3 separate regions of the Mus musculus genome follow, and regions 2 and 3 are each linked to region 1. The links are chromatin contacts, called in public promoter capture Hi-C maps. All regions are on one chromosome and are shown on one strand. The core of a region is the stretch at or near the end of the contact, and the rest is flanking DNA. Distances in the headings are between cores, read along the strand shown. Region 1 overlaps Ube4a (ubiquitination factor E4A). Region 2 holds the start of Tagln (transgelin). Region 3 holds the start of Ccdc153 (coiled-coil domain containing 153).

What was found. Promoter capture Hi-C pulls out the DNA fragments that hold promoters and counts their contacts.
Region 2: a promoter capture Hi-C map of hippocampal neurons shows a contact between it and region 1, with 4 times the contacts expected there. The contact joins the promoter of Tagln here to the enhancer-like site in region 1. A contact is called at or near these places in 3 of 39 promoter capture datasets (hippocampal neurons, liver and pre-B cells), 1 of 484 Hi-C or Micro-C datasets (cortical neurons) and 1 of 9 other capture datasets (adipose tissue).
Region 3: a contact with region 1 is called in a promoter capture Hi-C map of hippocampal neurons, with 2.8 times the contacts expected there. The contact joins the promoter of Ccdc153 here to the enhancer-like site in region 1. A contact is called at or near these places in 4 of 39 promoter capture datasets (hippocampal neurons, liver and pre-B cells).

Annotation. Positions count from the first base shown.
Region 1 is chr9:44,941,685-44,946,775 of GRCm38.p6, reverse strand. It overlaps Ube4a (ubiquitination factor E4A), which reads left to right. Exons shown (of 21, transcript NM_001346698.1): 10 at 259-592; 11 at 1,851-1,971; 12 at 3,906-4,210. Among named protein-coding and RNA genes, the nearest start is that of Ube4a, 21 kb to the left of the region's middle. Within about 2 kb of position 2,440, at least 2 of the 459 cell types and tissues checked have an H3K27ac peak or open chromatin away from gene starts, as enhancers often do. A contact at or near this core is called in hippocampal neurons, where this site is marked.
Region 2 is chr9:45,933,366-45,938,456 of GRCm38.p6, reverse strand. Tagln (transgelin) reads left to right here and starts at 2,399. Exons shown (of 5, transcript NM_011526.5): 1 at 2,399-2,623. Sidt2 (SID1 transmembrane family, member 2) reads left to right here. Exons shown (of 26, transcript NM_172257.4): 26 at 1-600.
Region 3 is chr9:44,237,680-44,242,770 of GRCm38.p6, reverse strand. Ccdc153 (coiled-coil domain containing 153) reads right to left here and starts at 2,094. Exons shown (of 7, transcript NM_001081369.2): 1 at 2,048-2,094; 2 at 1,695-1,773; 3 at 1,084-1,149. The coding sequence starts at 1,764.

The DNA of each region.
Region 1 (5,091 bases), core at 1,191-3,690:
CTGTGAAACCTATTAAATCTGTGCAATATGGCAGCTGACCAGAAAAGGTCTCCTAAGTATCCAGTAATACATATAATATCTATGACGTGTAAATAAACATATATCAGAATCAGAAAATCAGGTACAAAAGGGGAAAAGGGAAAGGTTAAGATTAGCATTTATTTAAAAACCTGTATTTGCTGGGGCTTAGGAGTAAAAAAGAAAATACCAGGATTGTGAAATTGGAATGTTCTGTGGTTGTGTTTTCTGGCTAAACAGTTCATGGCTCAGTTCCATGAAAAGATCTACCAGATGCTGAAGAACTTGCTCCAGCTCTCTCCAGAAACCAAGCACTGTATCTTGTTCTGGCTTGGAAACTGTTTGCATGCAAATGCAGGCCGCACCAAGATCTGGGCCAATCAGATGCCCGAAATCTTCTTCCAAATGTATGCCTCGGATGCCTTCTTTCTGAATCTGGGTGCTGCCCTCCTGAAGCTGTGCCAGCCATTCTGCAAGCCCAGATCCTCCCGGCTCCTCACCTTTAACCCCACGTACTGTGTCCTCAAGGACTTGAATGATGAAGAACGAAAAATTAAAAGTGTGCATATGAGAGGTAGGTGGGGAACTGGGCTCTTCAAAACAGTGAGTGTGTCTCACCTCTGAAGCATTTGCTCCCTTGGCCTTTGAGAAAGTGCCCCTTGTTCAAAACAGATGAGAACAAGTTAAATAACATGGAATTTTGAAAAACAGCACCTGTTAGCTTTTAAATGTTAGGCCTTGTTGAGACCTTCCGTCTGATTCTGGCAACCTTGGATATTCATTTCCTCATCTTTTATAAAGTGCAGTCAGATACAGCTGCTATCCTTCTTGAACTCAGAGGTTCCAGAAGAGGGCAGACAGGTAGGTTATCAACATTTTCTGGACAACAGCAGTATGGTTGAACAACCAGTTCTGCAGAGCTGTCGTCTTCATGTCTCAACAGACAAGTCAGAGTTTACCAGGCAAAGGAGCAGGAGTGTAGAGACTAGCTGATGTAGAGGTGGCAGCCTGTGGAAGCAGCAGCACGCACTGACTTGACAGGCAGAGGCAGGTAGTCTTGGAGTTGGAGGCTATCTAGAAAAAAAAATCTATGGAAAGAATTGATTGAGGAATAGTGAGAAGTTCCTTGTAGTTAGAGCAAGGGACAGGATTGGGCTCTGAAGAGTGTGGGGTGGGAGGAAGAAAGCTGGCACCGGACTGGAGAAAACGTGAATATGGAGAAGTGAAAAGGAGTGGGCCCTGATCTGTCACTCAGAACAAATCTCTTGTTGGTTTTGACTGATTTCCTTCTAGGTTTGGGGGCATTTTTTTTAGCCTCTTATAAATTAACAAAACCAATATCTGCACAAAAATAATTTATCTTAAAACACTGAAAAGCAAAGAATAAGTTGAAATAGCCAAGTAATAGTAGCCCATGCCTTTAATCTCAGCCACCAAGACACAGAGACAGGTGAATCTTTGTGAGTTTGAGGCCTGGCTGGTTGACAGAGCAAGTTCCTTGAAAACCGGAGCTACACAGAGACTCTGTCTCGAAGGAAGGAAGGACGGACGGACGGACAGACAGAAAGAGGAAAATGTCCCATTGCCTATCACTTGGAAAGTATACAGTATTATCACTCAGTTTAGGTTTTTTGCTGATTTCATTGGTCCAGCAAAAGAGATTTAGCTGTTTCTGTAGATATCAGGAAGCCAGAAAGTGTTTTTAGACAAGGAAGTCATTGGAGATATGTTACAAGGAAGATATTGTAGAAATATGGAGGCTGAGGGAGAGTGGAGCCCAAGACCGATGTCTGTGGAGAGCAGTCCATCACCATTCCTTTTGCTTCTTCGAGGTTTGGACAAGGAGACCTGTCTGATCCCAGCTGTGCAGGAGCCAACGTTCCCCCAGAGCTACAACCTTGTGACGGAGAACCTGGCCCTGACAGAGTATACCTTGTACTTGGGATTTCACAGGTAACTCCTTTGATGTCTTGGAAAAGAATGGTCCCGTTAGTTGTGTTGACAGCTTGAAGGTGGGCAGTGAGTCTGAAGAGCCCTGTTAGGATGGCACAGGGAAGTCACATGCACTGGTTTAAATTTACCTGAGTCCACTTTGTACGGATTACTTACAGGGTTTTTTTTTTTTAAATCTCTCTTTAAAATTAACATTGTACTAATATTTTCTCCACATTTTGCCAACTTTTCAATCCCTGCCTTTTTGTTATTATCTAGGAAAATCTAATTACTGTCATTTTACATTTCACTCTTTACCATTGAGTTATTACTTCTGATGTCCAAAGAAAGACAAGAGACAAACTTTCATAAGTTGAGAGACTGGTGTAAGGGACTCCAGATAGACAATCCGAGCACATAAGAGCTGCGGACCTGAGAGGACTGCTTCTAAAGACAGGAAGGCTGAGAGCTTGTGTAGACGTTCCGGAAGCATCCATTTCTAGCAAACCAGCCATATGCCACTCCACAGTTTTTCCCTTTGTTGAGCAGAGAATGGTTTCCAGGATAAGGAGGAGAAATAACAACTCCTACATCTCATCTGTAGAAAGAGTATTATGAATACTGGGGTTTTTTTTTAATTGGTGGGAACAGGGCACCCATGCTCAGGTGTGATTTAGAAGCCAGAGATTGGGGTCAGGTGGCTTTCTCAGATGCTCCCCCACCGTATCTTTTGAGAGAGGATCTTTCACTGAACCTTGAGCTCACTGATTGAGCAAGACTCCAGGATCCTCCTGTTTCTGTGTCCCGGCATTAGGACCGCAGGGCACACCAGCACACTCGTGTTTACATGGGTGCTGGGGATCTAAACACAGGTCCCCTTGCTCGCATATGCAAGCAGTTTATCAGTTGAGCCATCGCCCCAGACCCAGGAATACTGATAGTTTTTTGTTTATTTGTTTGTTTGTTCTTTCGTTCAAGACAGGGTTTCTCTGTGTAGCTTTGGCTATCCTGGAACGCACTCTGTAGACCAGACTGCCTCTACCTCTTGAGTGCTGAGATTAACAGTGTAACAGTGTGTATCACATGCCTGGCCTGGAATACTGATTTTTTTAATGCATTCTCAGGATACTTAAATTAATGTAAGGTTTTGGGGTTTTTTGTTTTGTTTTTTCAACTCCTCCAGCAGAAAATTCATGGGGGAGGGGGATGAAAATGTCTTTATTAGACAGTGTTTCTGCCCTGTTGTTGACATTTTAAATGTCACAGAAGTTCAACATGTGCTTGATCTGCTCAACAATCTAAATTCAGATCTAGAAATGCCTGGCATCTAGTTTCCTACTGTCACCCTAGTAGCTGTCTGCAAGATCCAAGGAAGTGATTTAGGATTGTACATGTAGAACCAGTTGTCAGTAGCTTTTAGTTCTAGGTCTTCTTTTCAATATTAGAGTGAAATTTTGTGAAGAATAATTATCTTATTCTTCAGAAGGCTGGGCGATGCTCTTAGGTTGTGTGCCTGAATATGGCTGCTCTAGGTGTGGTTGTTAGAATCAAGTCTTTTTCACCTACATAGTTTTCTCACTGTGCAAAGATTATCCTCTGACCTCACCAATGTACTCTAAAGCTTGTACTGGGCTGCTCATACTCTGCATCATTAAAATGTCTGTTTTCCATAATAACCACACACTCTGCACCCTGCTCCTGTGAGAGGCCACTCACTCTGCATAATTAGCTTCAGATTTGTTGTGCATATGGTAACATTTTCTGAGAACAGTGCACCTTGCGTCTGACCAGCTGGTAACTTTTGTGAGTACCTTCTGTGTCATTGACCCTGCAACTTTCTACAAGTATAGAACACTATAAAAAACAAACAAGGATTTGCTTTTCAGTGTGGTCTATACTACACTGCCCCCACATGGGCCTCCCTGACCTAGTCTCTTCTGCTTTCTTGGGGGCAGGTTGCATGATCAGATGGTAAAAATCAACCAAAATCTGCATCGGCTGCAGGTTGCCTGGCGGGATGCTCAGCAGAGTTCTAGCCCTGCTGCTGACAATCTCCGTGAGCAGTTCGAACGCCTGATGACCATCTATCTCTCTACCAAGACTGCTATGACTGAACCCCAGATGCTGCAAAACTGTCTGAATTTGCAGGTGTCCATGGCTGTTCTGCTGGTTCAACTGGCCATAGGCAATGAGGGCTCCCAGCCAATAGAACTAAGTTTCCCTTTGCCAGATGGCTACAGCTCTTTGGCTTATGTGCCAGGTAAGCAGCCTGTCCCTTGGAAACAACCTATTAATAGCCACCTAAGTTTAACTGGGTCACCTTGGAAGCTTAATCCTCAAAATAGCCTTCCTTAGTTATCATTTCATTGTTTTTAGAGAAGCTACTCAAACTTACAAGAATCTCCTGGCCAAATCATGGGGCCCCAGTAGTTGCTTCTCCAGCTTTGTGTCCCTGATAGTGGGACTGTCAGAAAACAGCCTGCCAGAGATGAACTGCAGTCAGGGTTTTCACAGCTCTTAGTGTCTGTCGTTAATATTGTTTGACTTTCAAAGATTCAACTGCCTGTCTAACCCTCCCTGAGGGTTTTTGGGGTTTTTTGTTTTGTTTTGTTTTTTTAGGAAAAAAAAAATCCCCTCTTACTAACTCAGAAGGGAAATTGTGTGTATGTATGTCAGTAAGGGGTCAGTAAATGTTGTTCACTAATCAGATTAAATGTTCTTGAACACTGTGCTGGTCTCATATTGCTATGTAACAAGTTACTCCCCAAACATAGCAGCTTAAAACAGCAAACACTATCTCACACAGTCCTCTGCGTCAGAAATCCTGGAGCACTTGGCCATGTGATTCTATCTCAGAGTGCCAATGAGGTTATGGTCAAGCCGTCAGTCAGAGCCATAGATTCTGAGGACTCAACGAGGGCTGGAGGATCTACTTACAAGCCCAGTTGACTAGTTGTCAACGGGCCTCAGCTGCTTGCCAATAGCCTAACACATCTCTTAGTGTCTGCCACTCATGATGTGGCAGCACAGGTGACCAAAATGAAAACTGCAAACTCTCTCAACTTACCTTGAAAATGATGTCTCTACTGCATACCCCCGGGTGTGTCCCCGTCTCGAGCGATGATGATGTCCTTCGCTGCA
Region 2 (5,091 bases), core at 1,150-3,649, 990 kb before region 1:
ACCCTCAGTCCTGCCAAGCCCCAGATGGGGGCCTCTCAGTGCCATTGACACTGCCCAAGAATGTCTAGAGGCCACGGAACGGTGCCAAGCACACAGTCCCTTTTGCCTCTTTCACGGGAGCAGGAGTCCCAGTGCCTGTCGTGGAAAGGGAGGAACATGCCAGGTCCCTGTGTGTCCTTGGCCCTGTCTCACCAAAGGACTCAGGGCTGGTTTCTGAGTTTCCGTCCAGTATTTAGCCAAGTTCTGTGTTAGTCACGTAGGCCTAAGAGCCTTGGCGTTTACAGAGTCACCCAGCTCTGGCCCCTGGCCATTCTGGTCCTTGGCGTTTACAGAGTCACCCAGCTCCAGGCCCCTGGCCACTTTGGTACTTGGTTGCCCTTCACTCCACCAGGTCCATTCCAGATGCCAAGAGTGGGCCCCAGGAATGTGTTTCCTTCTCTCCACCATGTTTTTATAGCTCTTGGGCTGGGAGAAGAGGCGGGTCTGGGTCTTTGTTTCTGAGCTTTGTTCTATGTTCCTCCATGCTACGGTTGCAATTGTTTTCTATGAACGAGTACATTCAATAAAGACAACCAGACCTGGGATTTGGGGTCTTACTGATGTGTTGGGAGGTGCAGGAGCCTCCGTGTCCCATTTATTTTGGCCTTCCCGTCTCGTTTCTGTGCGTGGCTACATTGGGAATGACCTTCCTTGATCCCACCAAGCCACCCATTGATTCTGTAAACATGTGACCCTTGCTCCAAGCATTGCTTACAGGAGCAGGATACTGAAAGTGTGTCTGTGCCCTCTCCTGATAACCCCTCCCTTCAGCAGGCACACAGCACCTGACTACCCACCACGTATGTAAACGTCAGTATCCTTTCCAGCCAGCTCTGCAGATGGGTGTCCAGGCTGTGCCATGATGCACCTCAAGTGGGCAGAGCCCTTGCAGGCCAAGGTTTTAAAGGCTGTTCAGGAATGGATGGCAAGCAGGATCTAAGAGGAGGGGGGGTTGTTGTTGTTTGGGGGGGGGGTGGTTTTGGTTTGTTTTTTTTGAGACAGGGTTTCTCTGTGTGGCCCTGGCCCTCCTGGAACCCACTCTGTAGACCAGGCTGGCCTTGAACTCAGAAATCTGCCTGCCTCTGCCTCCCGAGTGCTGGGATTAAAGGCGTGTGCCCATCGAGGAGGGAGATTTTATTTAGATTATAAAAAGGACGGGATTTGGGGAATCCTGTCTAGTGAATTCAGGACGTAATCAGTGGCTGGAAAGCAAGAGCTCTAGAGGAGCTCCAGCTTATTATGACCCTTCCTTCAGATGCCACAAGGAGGTGCTGGAGTTCTATGCACCAATAGCTTAAACCAGCCAGGCTGGCTGTAGTGGATTGAGCGTCTGAGGCTGCACCTCTCTGGCCTGCAGCCAGTTCTGGGTGAGACTGACCCTGCCTGAGGGTTCTCTCCTTCCCTCTCTCTACTCCTTTCTCCCTCTCCCTCTCCCTCTCTCTGTTTCCTGAGGTTTCCAGAATTGGGGATGGGACTCAGAGACACCACTAAAGCCTTACCTTTTAAGAAGTTGCATTCAGTGAGTGTGTGAGACATAGCACAGATAGGGGCAGAGGAGAGCTGGTTCTGTCTCCACTGTGTTTGGTCTTGGGTACTGAACTCAGACCATCAGGTGTGATAGCAGTTGTCTTTAACCCTAACCCTGAGCCTGTCTCACCTGTCCCTTCCCAAGACCACTGAAGCTAGGTGCAAGATAAGTGGGGACCCTTTCTGAGGTGGTAGGATCTTTCACGATAAGGACTATTTTGAAGGGAGGGAGGGTGACACTGTCCTAGTCCTCTTACCCTAGTGTCTCCAGCCTTGCCAGGCCTTAAACATCCGCCCATTGTCACCGCTCTAGAAGGGGCCAGGGTTGACTTGCTGCTAAACAAGGCACTCCCTAGAGAAGCACCCGCTAGAAGCATACCATACCTGTGGGCAGGATGACCCATGTTCTGCCATGCACTTGGTAGCCTTGGAAAGGCCACTTTGAACCTCAATTTTCTCAACTGTTAAATGGAGTGGTAACTGCTATCTCATAATAAAGGGGAACGTGAAAGGAAGGCGTTTGCATAGTGCCTGGTTGTGCAGCCAGGCTGCAGTCAAGACTAGTTCCCACCAACTCGATTTTAAAGCCTTGCAAGAAGGTGGCTTGTTTGTCCCTTGCAGGTTCCTTTGTCGGGCCAAACTCTAGAATGCCTCCCCCTTTCTTTCTCATTGAAGAGCAGACCCAAGTCCGGGTAACAAGGAAGGGTTTCAGGGTCCTGCCCATAAAAGGTTTTTCCCGGCCGCCCTCAGCACCGCCCCGCCCCGACCCCCGCAGCATCTCCAAAGCATGCAGAGAATGTCTCCGGCTGCCCCCGACAGACTGCTCCAACTTGGTGTCTTTCCCCAAATATGGAGCCTGTGTGGAGTGAGTGGGGCGGCCCGGGGTGGTGAGCCAAGCAGACTTCCATGGGCAGGGAGGGGCGCCAGCGGGCGGCAGAGGGGTGACATCACTGCCTAGGCGGCCTTTAAACCCCTCACCCAGCCGGCGCCCCGGCCCGTCTGCCCCAGCCCAGACACCGAAGCTACTCTCCTTCCAGTCCACAAACGACCAAGCCTTGTAAGTGCAAGTCATGGGAGCAGAAGGGCTGTGGGCTCAATTAGATCCCCTAGTCTCTTCTAGTTTGCTGGGTGGAATTGGGTCCCTAGAGACCATTCTCTGTGTTAGACAAAAAGTCTGGGTTAAAATGCCTAGGATGATTTGACTGGGGCAAAAGAATAAATGGGGTGAGAGGGAGGCTCAAATTTCAGTCACTGTCCCACCCATAGGTGTATGGGCTATGTGTTAGGCCCAAAGAGGTGACAAATGAGGCCAAGGGAACAACTCCATCTTTGGATCTCCAAGAAGGTGAGGGGCTAAGTTCTGGAAAGCAGTGACCCACTGATGGTCCCCAGGGCTAATGCAACTCGGGGGAGCCAGGAGGTAGCCCCCTCAGGCAGTGGAGGACTAAAGATCTTATTTTTTGTAGCGCTAGGGATCAAACCCCAGGGCGCTATGTGTGGCAGGCATGTGCTCCATCTACCACAGAAGTTTAATGCTTCAGACTAGCCTGGGATAGGGCCTGCTTTTTCTTTCCTTTTCTCTCTCTCTCTCTCTCTCTCTCTCTCTCTCTCTCTCTCTCTCTCTCTCTTTCTTTCCTTTTCTCTCTTTCACTCTCTCTTTCTAATTTTCTTTTTCTTTTTTTCTTTCTTTTCTTTAGACAGGGTTTCTCTGTGTAGCCCTGGCTGTTCTGGAACTCACTCTTTAGACCAGGCTGGCCTCGAACTCAGAAATCTACCTGCCTCTGCCTCCCAAGTGCTGGGATTAAAGGCGTGTGCCACCACTGCCCAGCTAAGGTTTGCTTTTTCATGGCAGCTTGGTCCAGTTTGAAAGTAGGAGGTCAGTCCACTGTAGGCAGATAGGTGACAGGTGGCAGATAGGTGACAGATAGGTGACAGGTGGAGGAGCTTTGGAACTGGGACTGGACAGCCCTGGGACCCCTGTTCCTCCCAAAGGGTCTTGGTGGTTCCCCTTGGGGCTCTCTAAAGGATGTCAGTGGGCTGTTGCCACATCTATATAAGAGGACTAGTCTTCTGGAATTTAGGTGTGATCTCTCAGGGATGCAGAAATGCTCACCCTTACTGTCATTTTATGGGCTGAGGTACCACAGGCAGATATACCCTGGTTCTGCTTGTTGTCCAGGGTCTCTGCTACATGGAGGCCCCTTTCCACAGCCTAACCTCTCTACCTGCTGACAGGAGGGCTGGATGGCCACAGGCATCCAAGCTGCGCATCATGCAGGTGTTTTGCGTTGGAGCTTTTGTCTAGAAATACCCTGGTGGGCTGCCAAACCACCACCCATATCCCTCTCTCCTCTCTGCTGCCTCTAAGATGACAGCTTGATTTTTCTTATAGTGATTTTTTTTTTTGGTTTTGTTTTTTTGTTTGTTTTAAGTTAGCATACAAAGTAATACATTTCATCATGGCATTTGGACATACATATATATTTTATTTGCTCTCCTGGCCTCTTCTCAAAGAGACTTCTCTGGACTTTCTTGTATTTTTGGTTGTGAGCCTAGCCTTTAACGGCTGAGCCATCTCTCCAGCCCTTCTTTGGACTTTCTACTTCATACTTCCCACCAGTCTGGGAAGAAGGGCACATGGAATCTTGAGAGCATGACCTGACCCAGACCTGACAGATGTCAAGGCTGCAGTGTATGCTCTTGTTGCTACGGCTTGTTCTTAGTCCTGCAGTTCAGAACTTTCTGGAGACTGAGAAGTGCATGTGAGGACACTCTCCTCCCATCTTTTCCTCTAGTGGCTAGTGATGTTTGGTTTTTTGTTTTGAGACAGGGTTTCTCTGTATAGCCCTAGCTATCCTGGAACTCACTTTGTAGATCAGGCTGGCCTCCAACTCAGAAATCTGCCTGCCTCTGCCTCCCGAGTGCTGGGACTAAAGGCGTGCGCCACCACTGTCCAGTCAGGAGTAGAAGGAAACTGTAAGGTGCTTGAGACAGGCTGAGTAGAGGCTAGGAGGAAGGGGCTCCGCAGTCACCGGCTCCATGACTCTGTGACTTTTGTGGTTCCTTGTCGCAGCGGTTCCTGGTGGTGGTGGTGGTCGGGGGTTGGGGGGAGGGGGCAGGCCACACAGTGGGGTGTGGGAGGGAATAGCTGTTGACAACTTCCCAACAGAAACCAGGCTTTTGAGTCCTCCAGGGTAGCTTGAGAGGGTACTCAGAAAGCCGTGTCCATGTCCCCTTTCCTTCACCTCAGGGAAGTAAGTTGCCTATAGGGTTGTCATTTCAATGAGGTCTTCTGGTTATTCTGTTTTTCTCTCAATGTTGGTGTTGGGCTCAGGGAATGCTTTGGAGAAGGTGGTGGGAACTGGAGAAGGGAAGATCAGTTTACTGTGTAAACTCACTGGTTAAAGTACCCCCTCCCTTCCACCCTGCAATACACACACACACACACACACACACACACACACACACACACACCCCATCTCGAAGAGCTCTATTAAGCTCCAGGTGCACTGTAGTTCACAGACT
Region 3 (5,091 bases), core at 845-3,344, 700 kb after region 1:
TACCTATCCTGAATGGGGTTGTGATTGCGTTCTCAGAGTCAGGGGGAAGAACAACTTCTTCATCAATCTTCATTGTCTAGCCCTTCCTCACAATCCTTGCCAACAGAGAATTAGCCCTGGACATAGTCCACACTTCCAGTTCCCCAAGAACCCAGAGATGCCACGTATGCCAAGGCTGCACGGATAGTTCTATGTCAACTTGACACAAGCTAGAATTATCAGAGAGGAGGGAGCCACAACTGAGAAAATGCCTCAGGCTGGAGAGATGGCTCAGCGGTTAAGAGCACTGACTGCTCTTCCAGAGGTTCTGAGTTCAAATCCCAGCAACCACATGGTGACTCACAATCTTCTGTAATGGGATACCCTCTTCTGGAGTGTCTGAAGACAGGGACAGTACACTCATGTACATAAAATAAATAAATCTTTTTTTAAAAAAGATTAGAAGCCGGGCATGGTGGCGCACGCCTTTGATCCCAGCACTTGGGAGGCAGAGGCAGGCGGATTTCTGAGTTCGAGGCCAGCCTGGTCTACAAAGTGAGTTCCAGGACAGCCAGGGCTATACAGAGAAACCCTGTCTCAAAAAACAAACAAACAAACAAGAGAGAGGGAGGGAGGGAGGGAGGGAGGGAGGGAGGGAGGGAGGGAAGGAAGGAAGGAAGGAAGGAAGGAAGGAAGGAAGGAAGGAAGGAAGGAAGGAAGAAAGAAAATGCCTCTATAAGATCTGGCTATAGTTAAGCCTATAGGGCATTTTCTTAATCAGTGAATGATGGGGAGGGCCCAGCCCATTGTGGGTGGTGCTACCCCTTTGCTGGTGGTCCTGGGTTCTATAAAAAAGCAGGCTGAGCAAGCCATGGAGAGCAAGCCAATTAGCAGCACCCCTCCATGACTTCCGTATCAGCTCCTGTCTCCAGGCTCCTAGCTCCTCTCCTGACTTCTTTCAATAATAAACAGTGCTTTGGGTGCGCAAGCCAGATAAACCATCTCCTCCCCACGTTGCTTTGGTTGTGGTGTTTCTTCACAGCAGTGATAACCCTGACTAGGACCTGTCATTGCTGCTGTCTCCTGAGGCTCCACACTCCTTACCCAAGCGGTCCTGAAGCAGCTCCTTCTCGAGCAGCACCAGCCTGTGCTTGGCCTCAGCCTCCACACCTGTCGTGGCAAACCACGGAGTCTTAGGCTACGCTGATCTCGCCCCTGCCCTGTCTTCCTCCCGCACTTTTTGCAGGATGGGGGAAGATCACTGATACCCAATGCCAAAATCTGACAAATTCATAGCCAAGCCTTCACTGCCTTGTACTTGGTGTGTGCTCAAAAGAAGGGTGAAACAGATGACAGAGGCAAAGGACTAGAGGGGGCTCCAGGGGGAGAGAGGCAGTCTCCGGTCCCCAGCCTGGCCGAATCTGAACTCAGGGCTCTGAAGAGGAGGGCAAGAGAGCCTCACTTTAGCCAACTGTGGTGTCAATGCCTAACTAATGCCAGGCATTGTGAGCACCAGGCTGTCCCAGCACTAGGAGGACTAGGAGGATACGTTTGAGGCTTGCCTGGGTTTCTTAGTGACCCTGTGTCAAAAGAACAAAAGACAAAACCAAAACAAACGCCCTCTGTCTTGTTGCCCAGGGAGCTGGATTCCCTCTAAGGACCTTGGTGTGGACATGGACATGCAGGGGCACTGGCCTTCACCCATGGTGACTCACCAGGACTTGAATTCTTTTTCTTCTTCCGTGCCTCAGCTTTTCTCCCCCTTCCTTTGGTTTTAGGTGGCATCCCGCTGTCCTGACGAAGGGAAGACCTATGTAGGTCAGCATACAGACAGGCTTTCCTGACTCTTACACTGAGTTGGTTGGGGGTTTCTGGAGCATCAGAGTGCCAGTCTCCCAGTGCATCTTACACTTCTATAGAAGCTTCATTTCTTGGTCTCTGGGACCCTTAGGGAGGGCTGGGATCACTGAGGGAGAACAATCCTATGTGCAGCAGTCAGCTTCTTAGAGAAACTTCTGGACATCCCTTCTCTCTCCCCAACTTGTGTACTCTCCTCCTTCCTACCTACCTGCAAGACTTTCTGTTGCTTGTGTGGTGTCTCCCTGGGAAATGACATGTCATGGGGACAGTAAAGAGAGACCCAAGTAGATTGAGTCTAGGGAGGAGCCTGGGTCCTGGGAGCCAATCCAAGGTGTAAAACTTCCTCAAGAGGTGGGACCAAGAACTGGGATGTTGGGTTTCTGGATACTGCACGTTGTCCAGGCAACTGGAAAACTCAGGCAGGTGGGTGAGCTAAATCAGCTCATACAAAGGAAAGCTTCTCTTTTTACCTCCATATCCTAGCCCTAAAGAAGAGGCTTAGGAGCCGAATAGCTATTATTCATGTCTACACAGGCACTACCTGTGGTCTGGAGACTCTCCAGGCTAGGAATCTACAAACTTGCAGTCTGGGAGAGCAGTGTTTTGCAAGACATAGGGAAAGCAGGGATAGCGGCCATCACAGCTACTTTATATCTGGAGGTTTCGTGTGAACACAGTGACATTATTTACTTTAAAACAGAAGGTTTGGGGGCTGGAGAGATGGCTCAGTGGTTGAGAGCACTTGGCTGCTCTCCCAGAGGTCCCGAGTTCAATTTCCAGCAACAGCATGGTGGTTCACATCCATCTGTAATGGTATCGGATGCCCTCTTCTGGTGTGTCTGAAGACCACCAGATACATAAAATAAATAAATAAATGTTTTGTTTGTTTTTTGTTTTTTGTTTTTGTTTTTGTTTTTTTTTAAACAACAACCTGAAGGTTTGCCTCAAAAAGGCTACTGTGGTGTGTGAGGGAAACATGTTCTGACACAGGTAGTTGAAAGGATGCTGACCCACAAAGAGGAACACAAATTAGACAAGAGTCTGGAGTTCAGCTACTTAATTTTGCTCAGCTTGTATTTCTTGGTGTATAAGTTTTGTAGCTCCTGAAATCCCCAGACGTCAGTGCAGTGTTTACAGGACTCCTTTTTCCCTCTCCAGTCAATCTTGCCTTCTCCCACTATTTCTTTATGAGGTTTAATCTGCAGGCAGGGGTTTAGCAGCCCCCAGGCTCCCTGCAGCATAAAGTTGCTTAGGGCTCCCTCTAGTGGACTTGCTTGACCGCCTGCACCTCCTAAAGTTTGCAGTTGGTAATTTCTTGGGCAATATTGGGGGAGATCCCCTTTACGGGGTGTTTTTTAGTATCTTATGTATAATTAAAATTTGATTGTTGGCAGAAAGCATGACGGGAAGCCCTCCCTCCATCTGGGAGAGATCCGTCTGGACCTGTGCCATCTCTGGGCACCATAATGTCACCATACATAGAATTTAAACAAGCCTTCCTCCCTGTGGATTATGGAACCTACAGATCCTTTTTAGGCATGTCTGTCCATTCTAGTCCCTGAAAATGTTGGTCAGTTGCATATTATTAGAAGCAAATCTGCCGAAACAGACACAAGATGTGGGACTATGAAATCACTTCCAGAGCAAGCGGAAGGTCAATACCTGTTTTATTTAACTCCGTAGCACTTTAGATACTGTAAGAGAGAGTTTTAATTTTTATTTTTGATTATGTTCTTTATGTGTGGGTTTGTGAGCACAGTGCCGGGGGGCGGGGGAGGCTACAAGAGAGCTTTGGAGTCCCTTGGAGTCGGAGTTACGGGTAGTTGTGAGCAGCCCACCAGTGTGGTGCTGGAAACCAAATTCGAGTCCTCTTCATGAGCAGGACTCACTTTTAACTGCCGAGCCATGTCTCCAGCCCCGGCTCTGGACACTTTATAGAGCAAAGAGTCCTACTTGTCGTTGTGATGCTTACAGCCCCTGTAACGTAGGGCTGGTGACCCCGTACACAGGTCTCAGATATGGAGAAATCTCATTTTTCATCACGTTTTCATTTATTCTTCCTTTAGAATCTCCGGTCCTTTCCCAGGAGCTTCTCAGGGACTTCTTTCCCTGAATCTCTGTCACTCACGTTTGTGCTTGGAAGGACACATTGGGGATGACAGAACACAACCTAGACCTCATGTTTTAGGAGATCGTGTATTTTACAAATGAGTTCAGTCAACTGACTCTCAGGTGCAGGATCAGGATGTGGTTTGAGGTCAAGGTGAAGTGGAGAAAAAAAAAGGTGCCATGTGTCACGTGATGAACTGGTCCCAACGGAACCCAGAAAGGGGTTGGCGTTGTGCTCAGCAATTCAGCCCCTCTTTAGAAAACAAACCAAATAAAAACTGTGAGAAAAAGGCCAACCTTCCCTTCTCTTTTTATTGACTTCAGTTTAGAAGCGACGATAGGAAAGATCGTTTCTGATCTCACTGTCTCTGTTAATTTTTTTTTTTTTTTTTTTTGGGCTGGGGAAGCTGGAGAAATGGGTCAGTAGTTAAGGGTACACGCTGCTCTTGGAGAAGACCCATTCAAGTGCACACACACATTCAGATTGTTAAAATTAAATCTTAAAAACTTGTATTACATTTAGTGTGTGGTCAGAGGACAGCCCATGGGGACTTGGTTCTATCCTTCTCCCATGTGGATCTGTGGGATTGAACCCAGGTCGTTGAGTCTGGCAGCACATACCTTTACCGACTAAGCCATCTTGTTGGCTCCCTGTCCTCCTTTGAATAAGATCTATCCAGGATGGCTTCTGTTTGCTTGTCTTTTGAGAAAGGGACTTACGTGTAGCTCTGACTGACCTGGAACTCCTAGATTGGGGCCTCTACCTCTGTTTTTTCAGGGCTGGAATTAAAGCTGTGCACCACAGCCTGATCTGGACAAGAGTATTGAGGAGATATATAAGAGGGACAATCATTCACTTTTATTCAAATAGGACATTGGTTATTTATATATTAAAAGAAATGTGACCTGATCAAAAACACAGTGGCCTTGGCCTACACCACCGGCTCTCCCCCTTCCTAATGCCGTGACGCTTTCCGACAGTTCCTTGAGAACCCCAACCAAAAATTATTTCTATTGTTGCTTTATAGCTGTAATTTTGCTATTGTTATGAATTATAATGTAAATATCTGTGTTCTCCAATGGTCTTAGGTGGCCCCTGAGGATCCCTTAGGGGACCACAGGTTGAGATCCACTGGCCTCCAG